Linked DNA regions of Mus musculus: region 1 is linked to region 2. Evidence: chromatin contacts called from public Hi-C data. All regions are on one chromosome and are shown on one strand. The core of a region is the stretch at or near the end of the contact, and the rest is flanking DNA. Distances in the headings are between cores, read along the strand shown. Region 1 has its middle 32 kb from the start of Gm29968. Region 2 overlaps Gm36723 (a long non-coding RNA gene).

Evidence for each region. A called contact is a pair of places that touch in the nucleus more often than the background predicts.
Region 1: a Hi-C map of uterus shows a contact between it and region 2, with 8 times the contacts expected there. The contact joins two enhancer-like sites. A contact is called at or near these places in 3 of 484 Hi-C or Micro-C datasets (DN3 thymocytes and uterus).

Annotation. Positions count from the first base shown.
Region 1 is chr12:26,281,157-26,288,077 of GRCm38.p6, reverse strand. No RefSeq gene overlaps it. Among named protein-coding and RNA genes, the nearest start is that of Gm29968, 32 kb to the right of the region's middle. Within about 2 kb of position 1,922, at least 11 of the 459 cell types and tissues checked have an H3K27ac peak or open chromatin away from gene starts, as enhancers often do. A contact at or near this core is called in uterus, where this site is marked.
Region 2 is chr12:25,436,954-25,444,504 of GRCm38.p6, reverse strand. All of the region lies in intron 9 of Gm36723 (a long non-coding RNA gene), which reads right to left. Among named protein-coding and RNA genes, the nearest start is that of Gm36886, 34 kb to the left of the region's middle. Within about 2 kb of position 5,959, at least 88 of the 459 cell types and tissues checked have an H3K27ac peak or open chromatin away from gene starts, as enhancers often do. A contact at or near this core is called in uterus, where this site is marked.

The DNA.
Region 1 (6,921 bases), core at 673-3,172, 850 kb before region 2:
GCACTTCTTCGTTTGTCTCTGGCACTATTTCTATGCACACCCACACTCCACTGTAGCCTTCTTAATTGAAGAGGGAGATTCACATAAGGTGATAAATGAAAAGCAAACTCTAAAGAGCACCTGTTTCCTATCCCAGACGCAGAGCACAAATTGCACAGTTACCTGCTTCACCTATGCCTGAGTGAGACTCTTCCACTCATTAGACTTGAACACCAGGCAATGAAGAAGCAGCAGACCCTGAAAACCTTTCATTAAAGTTCAGTAGAATTTAGCATCTGCAGGGGATGTGTTCCAAGACCTTCTGTTATATCAAAATCTAATGATGTCTGAGTCCCTTGATAAAATCAGGCAGGATTTACACCTAAATCCATGCCTACGCATGCTTTGAGTGTTCTCTTAGATGAGTGCAATGTAATAAATGTGATATGTGTGGTGCCTGGAACAACGGCATGACAGGAGTCATAAATGCCCGGCACATAGGCATGTGAGTGTTTTCCATCCGAGGTTGGGTGAGTCTCATGGGTACTGGAGGCAAACTGTGTGAGGATCTGCATTTGTGCGTGTGCGTGTGTGTGTGTGTGTGAGAGAGAGAGAGAGAGAGAGAGAGAGTATGTGTGTGTCAGTGAGTATATGTGTGTGTGTGTGTGTGTGTGTGTGTGAGAAAGAGATAGAGGAGAGAGACAGAGGATGAGTAGAGGCACTATCCACAGTTCTTTGTTGGTCTCTCTTACTAGCTTGGAAATTGCCAAACATATTAACCCAACCGGGCAGTGAGGCACCATCCTCGCTCCACTTTCTCGGTGCTGCGATTATAACCACTTGCGACCATGTCTGTCTTTCTCATGGGGTTCAAGTGATCGCAGTCAGGTCCCTGAGCTTGCGACTGCAGAACTCTACTTATCCCAGCTCTTTCTCTAGTCTTAAGGAGTTAGAGCTGATCTGCTCCTCCCACTGCCTCTTCCTAGTTCCAGCAAGTGAATGGCTAGTCAAACAAGGCAGACCTTCTGGCTTTGTATCCCTAGGAAGAAGCAGGGAGCCTGAGAAAGCAGCTCCATGTGTGCCACACCTTAGTCTCACTGGCCAATGGCAGCAAGAGGAACATTTACATCAAGAGGAGGACCTAGCAGAGGGTATGCAATGCCTCCAGCCCTCCCTCACGGCCGCTGCGTGCCACGGCTATTTGGATATTGGAGCTTTAGTTTTCTTCGACATAAAGCAAGTGTTAGAGATGGGAAGCGTGAGGGGGGCAGGCAGAGGGCTATGATGTTTGCTAACATCATCTGAGATTTCAAGGTCTACACAGGCTAACGCAGAGCAAATGAATATAACCCATAGAGCCTCTATTAAGAAGCATGGGGACACAGAGGTCAAATGGTGCCCCCTGGAAGTTCTCAAGGTCATAGATAGCTCCACATAGCGGCATGTCCCTTGATGGCGAGGGACATGTCTCTATGTCTACCAGAGCAGGATGCACAGATCTCCTTCATCTAATCGTCATCTAATCGTCATCTAATCTCTGTTGGAGATTAGAGAAGAGTAAATGGTTGTACCATCTGACTGGTTCCCAGTAGATACCCAGTGTCATCTATTTCTCCTTCATGGTCCCCAGTGGTCAGAAACTCTAAGCACTGGAACTCTAAGCCCTAAGGTCACTTTCACAACAGTGGCCTTTGGGTTCAAATATCTGATTTCCAGGCAGCTGTAGCAGAAAGGTCCTTGCTCTTGACTAACTAAGGATGAACTAGGTGTGTGTTTGCTTTAAGAAAAAAAATGAGGCAAACAGTTGGACCATTTCTGCTTTGTGTTTTTGGCTGGCTGCTTCCTGCTTCATAAATCTGGAGAGGGATATGAGGGAGTCAGTGAGCTGCTCCCTGTGTCCCAAGCCTGACTGTTTTGGGGGGTGGGGGTTGCCACAGTACCTCTCTGGACCAGCTGCCGCATCCATCTGCAGCTGGGCCTCTCCGTGATCTACGGCCAGAGCGCTGCGCCCAGAGCCTTTATTGCGGCTTCGCAGCAGCTGGTGTAAATGGGAGTGGAAAATAAACCCTTCTCTTCCTCAGCATTAGGCAAAATGCTCGCTAACACAAATAAACACTCACCTTGCCTCTTCTGTTGAGGGCTGAGATTACCCCAGTGTTGCTGTGAGCCCCTGGCTTGCTGCTCGGTTTTTACCTCTGAGGCTGATGCATCCAGGCAAGGTTAGCATTCCTGGCCTGCAAGAGGTGAGAGTCCACAGAAAGGGCCTTAAGCTAAGAGAAGCATCATCATTTCCACTGAGTCTGGATTTCAGTTTGAGAATCCGGTCTTTGAAATGACAGATGGCAAAAGCGATTACTTAGCTGTTGACAGTACTGCACTTTATAGGACCAGTGAGGCAGCAGGGCTGCATTTGAAGGGACAGAGAGCCTGTGCACCATCCAGCCTGGTCTTATTCAGGCTTACAGACAGCAGGCGATGGGATAGTCTGAGATGCCTCAGTAGACATGCAATGAGTCCCAGCAGTCACCAGCAGCAGGGATCCTGATAGGAGGTTGCTACACAGCTAAGGGGAGCATCCACTTAGCTTCTCTAGCAAGTCTTTCTAGTAGATACCAATCAAGTATCTCTAGTGTGGATATACTAAAGAAGTGGGTTAGAACTTCCAAGGAGGACAATGGAGCTGTGTACAATGGTGCTCCCAGCATTAGGGCAAATATCTGGAACACAGCAGAGCTGGCCATCAGCGAGAGTCATGGAATGGGATCTTGAGAGATAGACATCCCACAGTAACACATAAGGATGTGACAAAAGTCACTTAGTCATTGTGACTGATGTTAAGATTTAGTCTCTCCATGAAGCCTTTTCTGACCACTTACCTAAGATACAATTTCCTCTCCTAGGCATTTGTATATTTCATTTATTTCCATTTGCTGTTTCCTAGGCGATTTAAAATACGTCCTTTAGATGTCTTAATGGCAGCAACAACATATGTTACATCTCCTCTCTATGTGACAGGGCAGTTGCATGGACGCTTGCCTTCTTTGCCTGAATGAACAGCTCTCACGTGAGTTCCTGGTGAGCACCGGGAATTGTTGACAAATCTGCCAGCCTGGTGAGCATAGGGCCAGGCGGACAGACTGAAGTGAGGGCTGGGTCTACAGGATGCCCACCCTTCTGCTCTGTGCTGTCTACATCTGCACAGGCCTTCCTCCCAAAGTAGTCCAGTGGGGAGGGAAGGAGCTGATGGGAAGTACTATGCTGGGGGAACCCAGAAGTCAAACACTGTCCCTATAAATGGAGCAGCAGTTGAAACAGACCCTGACTGATACTTCAAAAACAGTAGCCGTACCCCTGAGTGCCTTAATTTCACTCTCACAGGTGAAGAGTACCCCACTCTTTATCAACCCCAATATGTGGTTTCCATTCTTTAGGTGTTCTGTCAACTTCAGTCTGAAAATATTAAATGAAAAATGTTAGAAACAAGTGATGTAAGAACAGACTGTCAATTGTTTTCAGTGCTGGGAAATATGTTAAAGTCTGTGAAATCTCTCCTGGGATGTGAGTTACGGACTCACTCCTGAACCTAATGGATTCTAATGGTCCTGCTCGCTAGTCCCAGAACCAGCATCCTAGAGACCAGATTGGCTCTTAAATATTTCCAGCACTGAGCTCAGATGCCCTTTGCTTTATTAAATAATGAGCCCAAGTATAGTGCTGTCGACTCTATCATAGTGCAAGTTTAGTTTATTTTGTTACAGTGATAATCATACTGCACCTTGTTGATAAAGTAAACTTTGTCATAGGTTTGTGTGTGTATGAACAACATACACATTTGTTGCATTTGGGGCTGATACTGTTTATAGCATCCCTTGGGGATCTTAGAACACATTCCCTGTGAGTGGGAGGTTACTTTAAGGCAGCAGTTTTCAACCTGCAGATTGTGACCTGTTTAGGGACCAAATGACCATTTCAGAGGGGTCACCCAAGACCATCAGAAAATACTTTATTTACAATTTATAACAGTAGAAAAATTACAGTTATGAAGTAGCAATGACACTAATTTTATGATTGGAATCACCATAACATGAGGAACTGTATTAAAGGGTCGCAGTATTAGGAAGGCTGAGAACCACTAGTCTAAGTCCTTATAGTCTTAAGTTCTAATTGCATTTTGATCTGCGCCTTAGCAATAGAGGCCCTCACAAAGACATACCATGATGAGACCTAGTTGAAGAATGCCTTAAGGAAGGATGGATCAGAACACATGGAAAGAGGTGTATAAAAAGAGACCAATGCTCTGCTTTCAATCATAATATCAGGGACATGGCCCCCCTTTTAGAGGAGAAGGGAGGGGATGAATTGGGGGAGGGACTGGGGAGGATTAAGGTGAATAAATAAATTAATTAATGAAAAAAAAGTCAAAGACTAGTGAGGGGTAGTGGGATGGCTCAGTGGTTAAGGCTAGTTTGAAGCCAAGCCTGAAAAACTGAGTTCACTCCCTGGAACCCACATGACAGATGGAGAGAACCAATTCCTGCAAGTTATCCTCTGACTTTTGTGTGTGTACATATGTGTTACATGTACAATAAATAAATAATCTGAAAACACTAATAGAAGACTCAGTAAAAACTAAAGACCTTCATCATACTCTCCCCCTTAGGTCCCTGGGTGAACTCCCTCAAATCTTTTTCCTCTTTTTCCTTTTTCCTTAGAACTTAGGACATCTACATAATAGGTGCAGCCGACTGTGGAAAGCAAGAGTGCCTCTTTCATGTAAAAGATGATATTTAATGTGCCCAGAAACAATGTTTCCACAAAAGTTGAGGCTCACACTCGATAGTTGATGATATTAAATAAAAATATATATCAGCACATATGGGTAACCTGTGCCCTGAGGTGCTGGGTACTGAAGCTAAGGTCATGAGCAGACTTGTAAACTCCAAGACTAAATTACATCCCCAACCCTAAGTCAAATCAAGTTGTAAAAGTTCTCTTCTGTATATTCTCTTGCCTCAGTGAGTTAGTAAGTGCCATCCCCCATTATAAATACAAGCTCATGCCACCCTTTTACAAATACCCAAGAGAAACAGTATACAAAGGAATGGTTGCTAAGGCTCTCTAGTGAGGGCTAGTCCATGGTTGGCTGGCTGCTTCGTTTCTGGTCCATGGTGAAGAACAGCATCTCAACAGGTCCACATGGAGGAGCCTAGCTGCTCACTTAGTGGCAGCCAGGAAGCAGAGAAGGAGGGAGAATGAGGCTGAGGACAGATTATATCATTCCCGGACTCATCCCCCGGTGATGTTCCTCCTCCAGCCAGGCACTGCCTCCTGGTTCCCACCACCTCCTACCACACAGTCCAATTACATCACCAAGGGATTAATCCATTGACCAATCAGAACCTTCTGGATTCAATTCCCTGGCTGGAGTCCAACCCTTCCTTCAAGGCATAAATCTTTGTGGATACTTCATTACAACCCAGGCAGTTTCTTTTACATGCCCTTGTTCTTGGATTCCCCTTCCATACTGAAGACTTCTCAAACATCTGGTGCTTCTGGAATTTCAGAGTAAAAAGCTGAGCGTTACCCAGCTATTAGAGCATCTTAAGTGAGCCTGTCGTGTTAACTGGCAAGCTCTGCTCAGAGTCACTAGCATCTGGGCTTTATAATGTGTGACCTTGGGCCATGTTATTTCTCTTGGGCTTTCCTGGGGTATGTTGGGAACACATGGTTAAGGAACTTCTCTTCTACTGTGGAGGGTCTTCCTTCATTTGTTCCTTTTGCCCTGAGCTAGACTCTCTCCTCTTCACCAGTGACATCTAAATCTAGAGAAAAAATCATTTTCAAGATGTGACCTCCCACGAAGGTGCAGGGGTGTGGCCTCTCCATTCATTTCCAGCTCATTTCCTTATTCCTGCTTCTAGAAGCATGGAGCTTGAATAAATGATAGACTTTTGTACTAAGATAATCTTTTGCCTGTTATCTGCAGTGATTGGTTAGATAATCTTCATTGTCAACCTGGCTTGGATGAGATCCATCGTGAGAACACACACACACACACACACACACACACACACACACACACACACACACACCACACGAATGTACCAATGGGAGTACTTCCAGAGAAGTTTGACTGAGGAGCAAAGATCTACCCTGAAGATAGTGGCAGCATCCTGTGGGCTGGAGTTCTGGACTAAATACAAAGGAGAAAATGAGCTGAACATCAACATCCAAGTCTCTCTGCTTCCAGACTGTGGACATGATGTGAGCAGCTACTTCATGTTCCAGCTGTCACAGCTGGAGCCATTTCTGTACCTGTGACTTCCTTCCTATGACAATCCCTCAGTCTGTGAGTTAGGATACATATGTCCTTCCTTGAGTCACTTTTGTCAGACAGCTAGGAAACATGATATTTGTGTTCTGATAATTGAATAGCTTTAAGATCTGTGTGCAAAGATTGCTCAAGATGGCCACCTTTTAAAGATGTGCAGAGCTCAAAATGAGTTTATCAAAAGGCCGTTCTGTCTCAAGTGCGTGCTGATTGCACTTGTCCTGTGTACAGTTTATTTTCTAAATGTCATCCAAGAGCTGGTCAGAGCTACCCACCTTGTCCTCATCTTTACAGCTATGAAAAGAGACAGTCATGAACACAGATCTTCTAAGAGCTTCATGTCGTTAGCTTAGCATCTAGAAAGCAGAGGGAGCCAAGTTTATTGAGTATCTAGTACGTGCAAGCCCCCTGCACAGAGCCCCATGCACATATCCCTTCCCTTTTCATGCCTTAGTGGGGAGGAGCAGGTGGGCTGCATTCCCAGTCTCCACTGGTGATGCAGAAGACTGAAAGTCCCCAAGCTGGAAGGACCCCAGGCAAGTGGAGCAGAGCATATCCAGGCTTGTCTGTACTCCACAGCTGCCTTTCAGGTCCAAGAGCATCTGCAGAGC
Region 2 (7,551 bases), core at 4,710-7,209:
AGGAAGCCTCTGCTCTAGAGATCCAGGGCAAAGGTTACCCTTGTAGGAGAGATGGCTAAGCCCTGTTCCTACCACTGTATGGGGACATGGGTTGGGCAGGAAGCAAGTCAATTTTTAAAAGGAGAAAAATTTAAAAAGGGAAACGCATAGCTCTAGACCCATCAGAGAGCAAGTATGAACAAAAGCATACACACAAAAAGTCAATAAATTTCCTCAAAGCTCTACCCAACTTTGAACGTGGTACTTCTACAACTGCAAGAGAGGTACCTAGACTCAAGAACATAGCAAATAAATAAATAAATAAATAAATAAATAAATAAATAAATAAATAAATTGTACCCTAACCAGGCCTGGCAGTACATACCTATCATCCAACCATCTGGAAAGTAGAGACAGGAAGACCAAGAGTTCAAGGCCAGTCTGGGAAACACAAGATCCTGTCATAAAAACAGAACACAAGCTAAAATGTACAGAGCCAGATCAGAGGGCATTCATTCTTTGCCCAAATTCTTCTCTATGAATAGTCCAAAAGGTTACAACAAGTTCCACAGAACCATGGGAACTTTTTAAGAATAAAGCCTGCTTTGGAAACTATGGCCTAGTAAATAGAGGTAGACGTTAGTCTGCAGAGGCCAGTTATATTTTTAAATCCTGACTAAATCTATAATACTTAGATTTCTTTCTAGAATGAAAGAGTACAGAAACATTGGCCCCAGATTGTTACATGTGATGTGTGAATTCCCCTGTAATGTGGGAGCCCAATTACCATAATATAAGCAATAAGCCAAATCCATAACACCTAGATAGCAATCAAAACTATTTATTTTCCACATCTCTTCTTGGGATTGGGGTTATTTTCTATTTGCAATGGCTCAAAAATCAGACTCTATGGCTACTTTCTGAAGAGCACTTCTCATTGCAGGCCTAGAATTAATTGTAAACACAGAATCAGCCCCACAGTAGCCTAATTGCAGGTGCAGTTAGAGAAGACCCCTATTCAGAAGCTTGGGGACAGGTTACTCAACAGCAGGGACAAGGATTTTCAAGTGCAATTCTGTATTCAATGCTGTCCACAGTCCTCAAAGTTGATAGAGTGGGCAAGACTCATGGATAATCTCTTTCCAAACTAACTGTGCTGTGACAAAAGAAGAGATGATGTTAGGGCTCACTCAGGAACTTGTGTCAATGAAAAAGTCCAACCTCAGCTAGCCTAAGTTTCTTCAGAAGTCTATACAAAAGGGGAACTAAAATCACCTTGGATACCCTGGGAGTCTTAGTACTTGTCCCATTTAAGCCCATCTGAAATATACCATGCATACATGGTTTTAAAACATATCACACATACATCATTTCTTCCACCAAGATTAAATCATCTACACGACAGGGACAGAAACCTCATGTTCTCTCAAGATGTACAATCTGTAAATGAGTAGATGTGGTGAGGTGTACTCAAGGAAGAGATGTAAAAGCAGGAAAAAAATGGTACCTCGTCCACCTGGAGTAGACGCTAGGAAGGACTTCCTGTGAAGGTAAGCTGTATTAAAAAGATCAATAAACTTTAAGGCACAAGAGAGAATGAGAAAGAAACACCTACCAATCAGGAATAAAGTTCTGTCTACTAATAGTGAATTTCATTTTGTAAGCTATAGGGGGAGAGAGACAGACAGACAGACAGACAGACAGGTCATGGTAGTATATGCCTAATCCCAGGAGGAAGTACAGATAGGCAGATCATTTCAGGATCATTGTTTACTACTTAGCAAGTTTGAGTCTATCCTGGGCTACATGAGACAGTGTCTCAAATATATCAGTAAATAAATAAATATCTTTAATTAAAGTAATTATTTTCTATGTCTTTCATTTATGAACCAAATTTACAGCCTCATACATTCTAAACATCCCCTCTGCCACTTCAGATACAGCCTCAGTACTCTTGACTTTTGCAAAGATTATTCTTCTGAATTAGGGTAAACAAAAGCCAAACATGTGTTTTAACTCAAAAGCCACAGAAATGTGAATACCAAGGTAATAGATTTCAAGCTGAATAATCAGTGATTTTATTAAATATAAATAGATTGCATGCTGTAAGCCAAATACAAAAATTGTCAGACTGAATTTACAAATAGAAAAATCCAACTACATACTTACACATAGGATATTTATAATTCTAATTTTTTCAAACCTTATTTTTAATGATTGTTAAATGCTTTAACCTACCTGTTAGCCCATCTCCCACAAGAGGTAGAAGGAAAGAAAGGATAGAAGAGAGGTGGACCTGTTTAGAAAGGTTCTCTGAAACAATTACGTCTGTGTTGTCTGGAAATCGGCAGTTCAGTTCAGAGGTAGCTCGATCCACTCGCAAACACTTCACAGAATCACCAGCAATCTAGTTCGGTAGAGTCAGGTTGGCAACAGCAGTGACATGTCCTAGCAGAGACAGCCAGGCCTCAGCCTTAGCTTGAGTCAGCAGAAGGAACCTGGAGGAACACTAAGAGAAGTTTTTGGCTGTGCCTCTCTCAGGGAAGCAAAGATCAGAGAAGAAGGGAGACCCACAAGTATTACAAAGCTATCTGGACCAGCAATTCCAAGCTCTGTCTCTGTCACTCTGTGGAGTCCTATTTATACCATCCAAACATCACCTGTTCTCCACATGCCTTGCCTCAGTACAGGTTTTGCTTCAGCACAGGTCTTGCCTCAGCATGTGCATCTAATCAGCCTGAGTCCACAGAAGTGGCAAGAAACTGAGGCACACCACTAGAAGTTTTTTGGTGCACTTCTCTCTATGGCGTTCTGACAAATGTGGTTCAACTATGCAATGTAAGGCGGGCCAATTTATACATGTTACTAGCAAAGAATCCTTTATCACATGTCCTTTCATGTGTTTACATTAGCAGAACATCTCTCCTGTGTCTGCTTCAGTGAAATATTCCTTCATGAGTCTGTTGTGGATGGGCCTGGTGCTGTTTGTATTTTGATGCTAATTCTGCTCTCCTGAAAGGGGCTGCAGAAAAGGAGCGAGTCATACTCAGGTGACTTCTTGTGAACCAATCCCCTAAGGAATAAAGGAGCCAATCACTGGGTGAGTAGGAGGGACTTCTGGGTTGGATGGAGGAAAAAAGGAAGCAGGAGAGAGTTAGGTCCTTTTTGGACAGGGATAGCATGAAGGCAAGAAGTAATTACAAGTGTCTCCTAGTTTCAATGACGGATCCACCTCTGGAGGACTTAGATTTAAAAAGGCTTACAAGTTAGGATTTTAGTAGTTGTGCCCAGCAATTGAGTTACTGTTGTTTCTAAATTAAGTTTGTGTTGCCTTTTCCTTCATGCGGAGGCTCGTCTGGGTTCAAGAGAGAAAGGTATGGCAGCAAAGCATGGGTTTGCCAGACGTGCACCACAAAGGCCATGGGGGTTTTGAAGCATGAGGCTGGTGTGGAAGTGACCCGACCCACCAGTAGGAACTTACGAGCTGAGTGGAGAGATTTTGGAACACTGAATCAGAGTCTCCACGAGATAAAAAACAGGTCAGCCATTGCCCGCCAGTTTGCCAGCACAAGAGCAGGAGTGTGCCAGTTCTTTTTAATATTTCCCTCAACCTGAGTCTGCCTTAGACTTTCACACCTGTGTCCACTTCAACATTCCTTCATATGTTTGCTCCAGCAAAACACCACCCAACTGACTTTCTCAAAGAACTGTTAAGTTCCCACGTCAGATACTGATGTTTAAACGTAAAAAAGAAAGTACTATATGCCATGTAGACATGAGGGAAAACACAGCCACCTGACCTCAGAAATGTTGGTCCACATGAGGCTGGCTTCCTGATGACAAAAGAAATCAGAGTTATAAATAGCTATTAGAAGGGCCTGGAGAGACAGCTTAGCAATTAAGAACACTCTGCTCTTGCAGAGGACCCGAGTTCAGTTCTCAGCACCCATGTTAGTTAGGCTGCTCACAATCTTTGTAACTTCAGTTCCAGGGCATCCAACACTTCCTTCCTTGAACATCTGCATACACATGCAACTACAAACACAGGCAGACATACATGCATATATGCATAATTAAAATTAAACCAAATCTTTAAAAAATAAACACCATTTAGGGATATTGATGGTGGAAGGCTATGAATAACATAGCAGAGACAGCTAGGCCTCAGCAATACGGTATGAGCAATACTAGCAGAGTATATAGAATAACACATCCTGTGAATAAAATATATGTTCACTGCTACTGCAGAGCAATGTATGTGGTAACTAGGTACCCAAGTACCTACTCCAGGTACACACACACACACACACACACACACACATACCTAGGCCTCAGCAGGATTTCATCTTCCATTTTCCCCATCCTTATCTGACCCCCAAGATTAACCATCACAACCATAGAGAACACATTAATTGGCATAGAAGCTGAACCATGTGACTGTGTTCTTCGTCTTCATCTGCTATGACAAAGTTTATTGCAAACGTCTCTCTAATGCAGTGGTTCTCAGCCTTCCTTTGCTGCAACCCACTAGTACACTTCCTCATGTTGAAGTGGCTCCCAACCATAAAATTATTTTGTTGCTACTCTATAACTGTAATTTTGCTTCTGTTGTGAATTGTAAATATCTGATATTCAGAATATCTGATATGTGAACCCTGCCAAAGGGTTCTTAACACATAGATTGAAAACTGCTACTCCAATATATCTCCGCTCACTTCTAAAGCAAAGAGATTGTTGGTGCCTCATGTAGGTGTCTCTGGGTGTGCCTTGTGTCGTCTCTTGTCCTGCATGGTACTGGGAATGTATGCCACTCATGGTTCTGCCTCTATGCCCATTAATGTATTCTTCATCGACTTTAAACCTACCTTCCTCCGACTTGTTTTGTAATATTCTTAGGCTTGGCAATGGTCCCATTGCATGGTGGGAGAGGACATTAAAAGTGTCTATACCACAGACTTACATGGAGCAAATGCAGTTGCCTTGTAGTAGAAAACTTCAGAGTATTAAGTTGCCACCTCCGCATGATTACAAATGAAACGCTTGCTCTGCTGTGATGACCTAACTGGTGTCAGGACTTTCCCCTAAGGGAGACTACTATCCTGAACTCATGTCAGTCCCTGAGGACATATAGTCATATGGAAATAGGAAGCCAGAAGAGATTTCTAATGCCTGTGGCCAAATCAGCTGTTTCTGTGCCCTCTGCACTCGCACCTGTCAGGCACCACCAGTCCCATGGAAAGTCCACCCTCGGACGATGCTCCCAGGGCTAGCATGAAAGGAAGGAAGGAAATCTTTCCCATCCCACCTGACAGGTGTCGGGTACAATGCATGCAAGATGACCCCCTTCTCTCTTCACTATGGAAAGGAACTCTCAAGTCCTGTGATGACAGGCACCCAGGGGTAACACTGCAGTACCCTTCTGAAATTGCTCATATATCCACCATGCTTGAAGGTAGGGTGTGGCCGTGAGTGCCAAGTCAATCAACTGAACACTTTCACCCCCACCCACCCACCCTATTGCTAGCTATTTTCAAAAGAGGAGTGCAGGTGCCCAACTTCCTGTGGCCGAAATGACTGGGTTGCTAGAGATGACTCAGTGACATGTGTCGTGGTTGTCTGACACAGCCGGTGTGCCTCAGAGCCCAGGAAAGGTCCCTGCCCACAAACTAGTCAGTCTGCAGCCAAACAGCCCTTGAGTTCCAGGCACCCGGTTCCAGTCCCCCCCACCCCGCACCCCCTCCTGGAGCCAAGATGGACTCTGTGCACAAAGCAGGTGTGGGAAGGGAGGGCAGGGAAGTAGGCCCCATTGTTTTTATAACAATCCCTTCTCATTTTCTATACTGCAGCCTTCAGTCCATTACAGGCAATTTCCTGGCATCACCCAAGCTTGAAAGGCCAGATCAAAAGTACAGGGTGTCCCAGCTGTGTGGGCCTCACTCAGACTGAACACTAACCACAACCCTTGCAGATAATTTATTCCACTGGAGACACCCTGTGCTTCCTCCCTGGGCGCCTGGCCCTCTGGTCTCCTCCACACTCCAATTGTGGAAGTACTCATCTCCCCTGTGACAAAAAAAAAAAAAAAAAAAAAAAAAAAAAAAAAAAAAAAAGGCTGCTCGGCTTTGGTTTCACACCTGCTGGGCTCACAGGATTTGAAGCCATAGTTGGGACATACAAAGGCTCAGAAAGCTGAATTTAGGTTAACAAACTGTGTTCGTTTTAGTATGTTAGAGGAACCTGAGAAGAGGATGTTGATGTTTGGTGCTCAGTAGGTGATCAAGGAATTAGAGCAGAGGCAGGAGCAGAACTTCATGAGGAGGGGTCAGGTGAGTTCTGGGATGGAACCAAAAAGCAGGAGGATAACTACTGCATAGAGAGATGACACAGGGCACAGATCAAGGACAATAGCCTCTAGATTCTTTAAACAACGTGTGTGTGTGTGTGTGTGTGTGTGTGTGTGTGTGTGTGTGTATGTGTTTGTGTTTGTGTTTCTTTCTGACTGTCTGTCCGAGTGTTCGTATTCACATGTGTATATATGAAGGTATACCTGTGTGTCTTAAGTGTGTGTGTGTGTGTGTGTGTGTGTGTGTGTGTGTGTGTGTGTGTCTTTCTGTCTGTCTGTCCGAGCGTGTGTATGCACATGTGTATATATGAAGGTACACCTGTGTGTACATGTATGTGGAAGCCAGAGGTCAACCTCATTCCTCAGGAGCTGTCCACATTGCAGTATGAGACAGAATCCCTCACTTCCTTGGGCCATTGCCAAGGCTAAGCAGACTGTCAAACGAGCCCCAGGATCTTCCTATTTCTGCCTCCTGGTGCTGGGAATGCAAGCCCAGCATTTTTCACTAGTTCCGGGCTGGAAACTCAGAGCCTCCTGATTCTTTGGCAAGCATTTTAACAACCTAGTTATCTTCTTAGCCAGGAAGAACTGTTACCAACCAAATAAGATAACCAGAGAGTAGAATGGACATTGGGAAACGGCTATGCCTGAAGGCTTTTATCTGATTTTATTCTGGTTCATTTTTATTCTATTGAGGTAGGGTCTCAAGTAGTCCAGGATGGCCTCAAACTTCTGGTCCTTTTGTCCCCACATTCTAAGTGCTAGGATTAGAGGCATAGGTTACCACAATTGCTCGTGAAGGTTGTGTTTAAAACCACAAATAATATAGCTGCAGGGTAAGGTAGTTTATTCCTGTAATCCCAGCATTGCGGAGGCTAAGGCATGAAGACAGAAAGATGGCTTCAGGTGTAATGTCAGCACGGGTGACATAACGAGTTCCAGGCAAGCCTGGACTGCACTGTGAGACCTTGCCAAGAGAGAAGGAGGAGGGAGGGAAAAAGGAAGAAAAGAAAGAGGAAAGGAAGAAAGGAATGAAGGGAGAGAGAGGAAAGTAAGGAAAATAAATCAACAAACAACAACAACAAAACAGGTCAAAGATGATAATTTTCGATCTGAGAATGTAGTTCAGTAATAGAATCCTTGCCTAGGTTATGTTAGGCTATGGAAGATGGAAAGGGTAGGGGGAGGGAGACAGTGGGAAGCTTTTTGTTTTTAACAACATTCTGAGC